Regions from separate parts of the Sus scrofa genome. Here region 1 is linked to region 2. A link is a contact called in public HiChIP or PLAC-seq data. All regions are on one chromosome and are shown on one strand. The core of a region is the stretch at or near the end of the contact, and the rest is flanking DNA. Distances in the headings are between cores, read along the strand shown.

Evidence for each region. HiChIP or PLAC-seq counts read pairs in DNA pulled down with a chosen protein or histone mark.
Region 1: a contact with region 2 is called in an H3K27ac HiChIP or PLAC-seq map of alveolar macrophages. The contact joins the enhancer-like site here to the promoter of CTDSP1 in region 2. A contact is called at or near these places in 1 of 5 promoter capture datasets (liver), 24 of 47 Hi-C or Micro-C datasets (alveolar macrophages, blood, embryonic fibroblasts and 11 more) and 2 of 2 datasets of contacts at active chromatin or transcription factors (alveolar macrophages and skeletal muscle).

Annotation. Positions count from the first base shown.
Region 1 is chr15:120,503,039-120,507,081 of Sscrofa11.1, reverse strand. It overlaps USP37 (ubiquitin carboxyl-terminal hydrolase 37), which reads left to right. Exons shown (of 24, transcript XM_003133658.6): 19 at 1,811-1,977; 20 at 3,587-3,647. Among named protein-coding and RNA genes, the nearest start is that of VIL1, 42 kb to the right of the region's middle. Within about 2 kb of position 1,676, at least 10 of the 83 cell types and tissues checked have an H3K27ac peak or open chromatin away from gene starts, as enhancers often do. A contact at or near this core is called in alveolar macrophages and omental adipose tissue, where this site is marked.
Region 2 is chr15:120,448,508-120,452,875 of Sscrofa11.1, reverse strand. CTDSP1 (carboxy-terminal domain RNA polymerase II polypeptide A small phosphatase 1) reads right to left here and starts at 2,227. Exons shown (of 6, transcript XM_021076473.1): 1 at 1,814-2,227; 2 at 309-457. The coding sequence starts at 1,880.

The sequences.
Region 1 (4,043 bases), core at 427-2,926, 55 kb before region 2:
ATTTGTGCTATAAAAAAGGATCTACCATTTAAATGGTTAGAATGCAGTACTGGGACAGATTTTTTTTTTTTTTTTTTTTTTTTTTTTTTTTTTTTTTTTTTTGTCTTTTTGCCATTTCTTGGGCTGCTTCCGCAGCATATGGAGGTTCCCAGGCTAGGGGTCCATTCGGAGCTGTAGCCACCAGCCTACGCCAGAGCCACAGCAACGTGGGATCCGAGCCGAGTCTGCAACCTACACCACAGCTCACGGCAACGCCAGATCCTTTAACCTACTGAGCAAGGGCAGGGACCGAACCCGCAACCTCATGGTTCCTAGTCGGGTTCGTTAACCACTGCGCCACGACGAGAACTCCTGGGACATATTTAAAAACATTTCAGTGAGTGATTTCCCGTTGTGGCTCAGCAGTTAACGAATTTGGTTAGCATCTGTGAGGACTCAAGTTTGATCCTTGGCCTCGCTCAGAGGGTTAAGGATCCAGCGTTGCTGTGAACTGTGGTATAGGTCACGACGTGGCTTGGATCTGGCGTTGCTGTGGTGTAGGCCAGCAGCTGCAGCTCCAGTTTGTCCTGTAACCTGGGAACCTTCACATGCTGTGGGGGGCAGCCCTAAAAAAGCAAAAAACATTTCATATGAAATGAATCTGTAAAGATAATTCTTATTGACAGCCAGTTAAATTCTTTTTATGAGAACTTCCTTAACTTGTTGAGATGAAAATTTTTGCTTTGGTAAAGTGTTTGGGAGGGAGGGAAGGAAGGAAGGAAGTTCCTTCTCCCCACTCTTACCTAATTAAAAACTATAGTGAGATTTTAATAATCAGAAGAAAATTATGTCCATACTGCTTATTCCAGCCAGCTGTAATCTAGAAATTGAGATTAAAAAAAAAAAAAGATTAAATTTTTTCTTACCTCCCTGGATGAATGTTTTAAATGTATTTATGGCCATATATTTATGTGGTACATGAGATGTTTATTACATATTTTGTAGCTTTTTTTGTTTTTTGCTTTTTAGGGCCACGCCAGCAGCATATGGAAGTTCCCAGGCCAGGGGTCAAATTGGAGCTACAGCTGCCCACCTACACCACAGCTCATGGCAACACCGGATCCTTAACCCACTGAGCAAGGCCAGGGATCAAACCTCATGGATTCTCATCAGGTTCATTAAACACTGAACCACGAAGGGAACTCAGCTCTTTTGATTTGGAAGATGTGCAAGGCTCATTTGATTACCCATGTGAAAACACACTAATTTGACATACAGTGTAATAAATGGGAGAATCTCAGTAATTAATCATTCTAGCCTAATTCTTACATCATTTACTCTAAGTATTATTTTTTTCCCAGTACTTGGTCATGTGTCATGACCTATGAATGTGGCTGTTTTTTCTTCTTCATCCTTAACCGTAGTTCTGACGATTGGTTAAGTCAGATCCATTACTAGATCAGAGGTTTTCTCAACGGAGGGCAGTTTTGTTCCCCAGGGGACATTTGGCACTGTCACTTTTGTTTGTTTTAGGGAGGGTGGGTTGCTACTGGCCTCTGGTAGGTAGAGGCCAGGATGTTACTAAACATTATATGTGTACAGGCAGCCCCTCTCCCCCCAGCACAAAAAAATTGTCCCACTCACAATGTCAGTAGTGTTGAGATTGAGAAATTCTGTGATCAAGACTATGTAGTAACATGAGATTGCAAGTCCTAAGCAAGTGTGTCTGAGGTTAAGATACTTACTCTCTGAACAGTAGATGTCACTCTAGTTCAGAGATTTCAGTTTGTAAGAGAAGATTTCCCAGTTATGTTATGTTTTACTTCTGCAGATCCTGCCAGTTTTACAGAGATAACTAAAGACTGTGATGAAAATAAAGAAAACAAAACTCCAGAAGGATCTCAAGGAGAGGTTGATTGGCTGCAGCAGTATGATATGGAGCGTGAGAGGGAAGAACAAGAGCTGCAGCAGGCATTGGCTCAGAGCCTTCAGGAGCAAGTAAGAGATATTTATATTGCTACTTTCTCTATACCTTTCCCAGGAAATAGCATAATAATAATAATGATAAACATTTGTTAAGCACTTACTACTTGTGTCGGGCATTGTTCCAGGTGATTTACATACAGTAAATCATTGCTCCACCAAAACACACAAACTTCTTTAGGACTTTTGCTTTGGACTTGAAACAGCACATTTTCCTTTTTTTAAGAAATCTAAGTGCAACAGTGTATTGTTGGTTACTTCCTATTACTGTAATTTATTGCATGCTAAAGCAGGAAGCGTTATCAGATCCAACTTTATTTTTTTTTTTGCAAACAGTTGAATAGTATACCATTGTGATTTTATTATTACTATGTTAAGGCACAGTATTTGTTTTGGTCATTTTCTCACAATATGAATCCCTTCCTCTGTGTGTGTGTGTGTGTGTGTGTGTGTGTGTTTAATGGCTGCACCTGCAGCGCATGGAAGTTCCTGGGTTAGGTAGGGGTTGTATCAGAGCTGCAGCTGTGACCTACACCACAGCCACAGCAACACCAGTCTAAGCCACATCTGCAACCTGTGCTGCAACTTGCGGCAATGCTGGATCCTTAACCCACTGAGTGAGGCTGGGGACCGAACCCACATCCTCACAGAGACAACATTGGGTCTTTAACCCACCAGCCACAACAGGAACTCCCCTTTCCTGTGAATTATTTTAACATAAAATTCTTAGCAGTATTATCTGAAATTTTAGATTTTAGTTGTAGACTAACATTTATCTGCTCTTCTCTTTATGTAGTAATCTATTCTTCAATTTTTAGTTCCTTTTGTTTATATTTGTCAAAGCTAGTTGGTTTGTGCTATTGCAGTCACCTGAGGTATCTGACTGAAAGGTTTTGTTTTCATGGTTGTCTAATCCTATACAATCCAAGTCATGTTAGTAATAAAATAGAAATAATAAAAATTTATCAAGCCTCCCTAGAATGAGTGCATAGTTTTAGTTTTACTAATAATCAGATTAAGAAGTCTAATGTTACTGGGACATTGGGTCTTAACTTTTAACTGCACATTATTATCATATGTGGAGCTTTTAAAAAAAGACTGATGCCTGGGTGATTCTGCCCCTCAGACATTCTGATGTAATTGATTTCAGGTGTGATCTAAGCATCCAGATTTCTTTTTCTTTTTTTTTCTTTTTTAAGTAAGGACTTTTTAAAACTTCTCCCAATGATTCTAATGTACAGCCAAGGTTGAGAACTGCCGTTTTAAAGCTATTTCAGAGCCGGCCATAAGATGAAGTTTCTTTAGTTTGGTATGTATCAGGTTATTAATTACCAAAAGAAAATCCTGGAGTTCCCTGGTGGCATAGCAGGTTAAGGATCTGGCATTGTCACTGCTGTGGCCCAGGTTAGATCCCTGGCCTGGGAGCTTCTATATGCCACAGGTGGAGCCAAAAAAGAAAAAAAAGTAAACTTTTCCACATCCCTCAAGAGGTTGTATCCCAGACATTTATAAGATTATAGAAAACATTATTAGCAAATACTTTCAGAGCAGCTAATTTTATCCTCATTAAATAAGTTTAACTAATACCTCTTTAAATACTTTAGTTTTGTTCTTATCCCTTTAGGAGGCTTGGGAACAAAAAGAAGATGATGACCTCAAAAGAGCTACAGAGTTAAGTCTTCAAGGTATGGTGTTACTTTAATTACATCTTTATATGGTGAAATGTATCGCACACAGAAGAGCATATAAAATGTGTTGACTTTTAATAACAATAACAAATTTGAACACCTCCCAGGTAAAGAAGAACCTTAAAAGTTACCTAAATACCCCTCCCCTTCACTCCCTCGCAAAAAAAGCCACTATTCTAATGTTTGTATTCATCATTACCTTACTCTTTTTGAATAATTTCACTACCTATATCCATATCCTTAGACAATATATTTTTTAATTTGGAATAATTAAATAGCAGGGACAGTCTACCTGTAATCCATCTGTATGACAGAGTGATACTGCTACTGTTAAGACTCCTGGGAGAAGATAATGTGACTTCCATTTCCCCATGAATTTACAAGCACTCACTG
Region 2 (4,368 bases), core at 978-3,477:
CTGCGGGCACCTCTCTCAAGCCCTGGTCATTTTTCCTACACAGCTCTTCCCTCCCCCAGCCCTGTACCTGGTGAACCTTCCAGGACAGAGAGGAAGAGACCACCCCCTCCCCAGCTTGGCCCCTGCCAACTATTCCCTTCTCTGGGCATTCAGGGCTGGGAAGGCCTGGGAAGCTGGAGCGCTTGAGGCAGGGAGGGGCTCCCCCCTGCTTCCCGGCCTAAGAGTGGGTCCCAAAGCATCCCCTTCCCCTAAACCCCCTGATGGCTGAGCCCAGGTGCCCCTGTAACCCCCACCCGGCCACCACGCACCTTGGGGACGGCACCATTCTCCTCCACCAGCAGAGGCGCCCCGCTGTGGGCAGGCAGGGCCTCCCCATCGTCCCGGCAGACGCAGCAGAAAAGTGAGTGGAGGATGCCCCGACTCCGGGGCTTCTGGGAAGCTGTAGACTTCTGGTCACCTGAAGCAGGGAGGCCCAAGAGGGGGTGTGCACACTGACTGGCCTGCAGAGGTGTGCGTCTGTGCCCAGATGTGGGGCTCTGGGCTGAGGGGTTCTGGCCGTGCCCCCTTCATTCAGGGAGACACGCTAAGGTGGCATCCTGACAGTCTTGGCTCGGGGCCACCCCTCGGCTCCCCACAAGTTCTTCTAGTGTGGGTACGAAGTCACCCACATTAGACAGGGGGCTGGCTGGAGGCGGGCGCTGAGGGCACTTTCTCTTCCTAAGGCTCCATCACTGATGAGGGATCAGCCCACTGGGGACACCTCTTGACACCCACTGCTCTGTTGGGCCCCTGCCAAAGAGGGCTGGGGTCTGGGGCCCTGCGGCCCACAACAGCCCTCCGTCCCCTTCTCCGCCTCTGGAGGTCCAAAGTCCTCTCTGAGGCTGGGCCCAGAGGCAGGGAGCAGGGGCCTGGGCCAGTGTCCTGCGGTCATCTGCTGGCCCCGCCTCCTCCACCCCCGCACGGACCTCCAACCATGATCCGCCCACCCTCCAAGCGCCCCTCCACCCGGGCCCCCTGCCCCTGAGGGGTGCGAGGCCCCCCAGAGGTGGCAGGATCTTCCTAGCCTCTGAAGTCATCACCCGGACAGGGAGGAGCAGACCCCTCAGCTCAGACCCGTCAGCCCTGGGAAGCCCGGCCGAGATGGGCGGCTTCCCGGGTCGGTAGTGTGGGCATAGGCCTGGCGCCCACCGGCCTGAAGCCGGGGCACCGCGTGCACTGTCACGACGCTCGGGTCTCCCGGCGGGCGCGCTGGGGACCCTTAGAAGTGGTTACCCCTCTCTGGAGCCTCTGAGAGGCTCGGCGCCTCCACGCGGGGCGCGCAAGTTTGTGGGGAACGTGGCTGTGTGTTGGCGGGAGATGCAACCCACCCCAGTCCGCTGTCACCTCCGCGCCCCCTCCCGCCACCCGACTAGACCGCGGCCCAGAGGGGGCGGAGTCTCAGCTGGTGGCCTGAAGGCGCCCTCTTTTACCCCCCCCATCTCCCAGTCCCATTGGCGCCAACGCGGGGGTGGGGGGGGGGCGACTCTCCGGCACGGTGCACAGCCAGTCTAGGAGACCCGGAGGGCTCCCCTTCTCTACCCCTTCCTCAGTTTCCCCGACTAGAACAGACAGGAGTGCCCCAAAGGCGCCAGGCCCCGCCCCGCGCCTCAGAGCCTCCGCAAGTTCAAACACTCATCCCGCTCCCCCTCGGGTTGGAAGCTTCGGCCCCCGCCGAGGCGGGCGGCCGGGGTGGCGGTGGCGGCTGCCCGGGAAGGTCCCGGGCCCCTCCTTCCTGCGGTGCCCGGGCTGCAGCCCCCTCCGCGCGCCCCAGTACCTTTGCCCCGTAGCGGACTCCGCGCTTCCTCCTTGGTGATCTGAGTAATGACGGCCGAGCTGTCCATGGGGCCGGGCGCGCTCCGCTCCGGCCGGACTCTGGCCCGGGCGCCCGGCCTCCCCCCCGGCTCGGGCCGGAATCGGGGCGCGGGGGGGAGGGGAGGGGTGGGAGGGAGGGATCCCCGCGAGCTTCGGAGGGGAGGGGAGCCAGGTTCTAAGGGGGAGGGGGAGGGAGGGGGCGCGGAGGAAACTTTGTTACAACATGGAGTTTCCTCCCCGCGAGGCGGATGCAAACATGGAACCCGGGCGCCGTTTCAAGGCTCCCCCTTAAAAGGGCAACGGCTTCGGCGTGACCTGGACTCTGCTCGGGCTTTCAACACTTCAGGGGCCGGCGCGGCTCCGCGGGCTGGGAGGCGGGCCCGGCCGGGTTCCTGCCGCGCTCCAGGGGGCGTCGCCTCCCTTCCTGCCTCCCGCCCGCCCGCGGGGCCAAGCCTCTGCGGCTGCGTGGCAGGACCGGCAGCCGGCCCACAGTTCCCCGACTCTTGGCTGCCGGGGGCCAGGCCCCGCCCCCGCCCTGCCCTACCCTACCCTAGCCTACCCAATCGCCCACGCCCAGGAGTGCCCTAGGGCGGTGCGGCTCCTCCCCTGCACTCTCCGAGGGTCGCGGGCTGACAGCTTCTCGGTTTCCTCTTCTGGGAAATGGGAATTACACCATCTGGTCTATAAAGTGGGTCTTCTCTCCGACGGTCGTAAGGCTTATTTCGCAGGGATGTCGTGAGCGTGTAAAGGCTCTTTGCTACCTTCAGACGGCTGTGCAGATCCACACAGTTAAGCTCTTAACTGGGCTGTGACCGCGACTCACCGCAGTCTCTGGCTCCTTCCCCTAAACCCAGAGCTGTAGGGCGTGAAAATGCCAACTGCCTGCCCCGGGATTCCCTCAGCCGCCCCGCCACGTCCACTCCCCGTGCGCACTCCAGCTACCTGACTTTCCCGCCCGGAGCCAAGCGCCTCCACGCGCTTCAGGGCCTTTGTGCGTGCTGTTCCCTCTACGTGAAATGCACTTCCTCCCTCTCCGCATAGCCAAATCCCACGGACCTCGAAGAGGAAATGACACTCTCTCCAAGAGGCCTTCCTAGGTCCTCTACTCCCCAGCCGGCCACTCTGTGACTATTGAGGAAGGGGAAAATCGGACGGCGGCCCCCACGCATTGGTCAACCGTGGACTCAAGCCCTGCAGGCTCAATGCCTGACTATGGGCATCACAGTCATCAATTGTTTGGAGGACCTTGAACACACGTTCCGCCTGGGTCTGTGCAGACAGACCGGCAGGCGCGGGGCCAGCGTTTCCACGCAGATTCTTTACAAAGGAAACTCCCGTGTGGTGCGTGGTTAGGTCTGAGGGTGGTCTATCTTCTTTCTTTCTTTCTTTCTTTCTTTCTTTCTTTCTTTCTTTCTTTCTTTCTTTCTTTCTTTCTTTCTTTCTTTCTTTCTTTCTTTTTCTTTCTTTCTTTCTTTTCTTGTTTATTAAGATCCTTGCATTTGTCGTTATTACTTTTTGTTCACATTTTAAAAATACTAATATCGCCAAGCCTTGACAAACACGCCTCAGCACTTCCTTCCCCCGCGGGCCGCGGGGCGGGGCGGGGCAGGGCGGGCGCGTCCTGTCCCGTCCGGCCGCGGGGTGCGAGCGCGGCGCACGTCCTCCAGGCCCGGAGAAGGGGGGTGCGGAGGGGGCAGAGGCCCCGCGCGAGGGGCAGGACACGAGGGGAGCGGCGCTCGCCCGGAGACGTGCCAGCTTCGGGCTTGGGGACCAGGGCGAAGAAGACGTGGTCACGGGCTGTGAGCCCCGCCGCAGCTGGACTCCACGACTCCCCGTTCTGCTCTTACGCCGCCTGCACCGCTGTCATCATTGCATTTATTTAATGGCAACAACGGCCAATGTGCGGCGAGCGCTCAGTCTGGGTCCTGCTCTGGCCGGGCCCCCTAGTCTCCTTTACTCCTCAGAACAACCTCCTTCTTAACCCATTTTACAGATAAAGAAACTGAGCTCCGACAGGTGAGCGGTTTGACCCGCTCTCCAGCGAAGGCAGAGGAGGGATTCCGGGCGCCGAGCGGAGCCCCCTCCACTTCGGTCCAGCCCCGGGGCGGGGCCTCGGCTGTATCTGCGGATGCTCGGCCGGCGCTGACCCCAAAAGGAAATGTGCGGCCCAGGACTGAGTGAACCCCTGGCCCGAGGAGGGCGGCTCTTCTTCTTCCCCCTCTGTTTCTTTCTCTGTGACGGCTGGAACCTGGCCAACCGTCCCCTCGAGGTTCAGAAGAGCCGAGGCGGAGATAGGGCACTGGGCAGGACCGCTGCCCTTCTCTCGCTGTTCCCTTCACCACTCCCGCCCCTAACACGCCCCCTAGTCGTCCCCTGGTGCAGGCTTCTTTCCCAAGAGACCGTCCCTCCTCCAGACTCGGAGGCTCGTCGGGTGCATCTTCCGCTAGGGTGGGGTGGAGGCGGAGCGAGTCTGGACACCCGTGCGCGTGAAGTCGCGGGAGGGGGCGGGGACAGTGG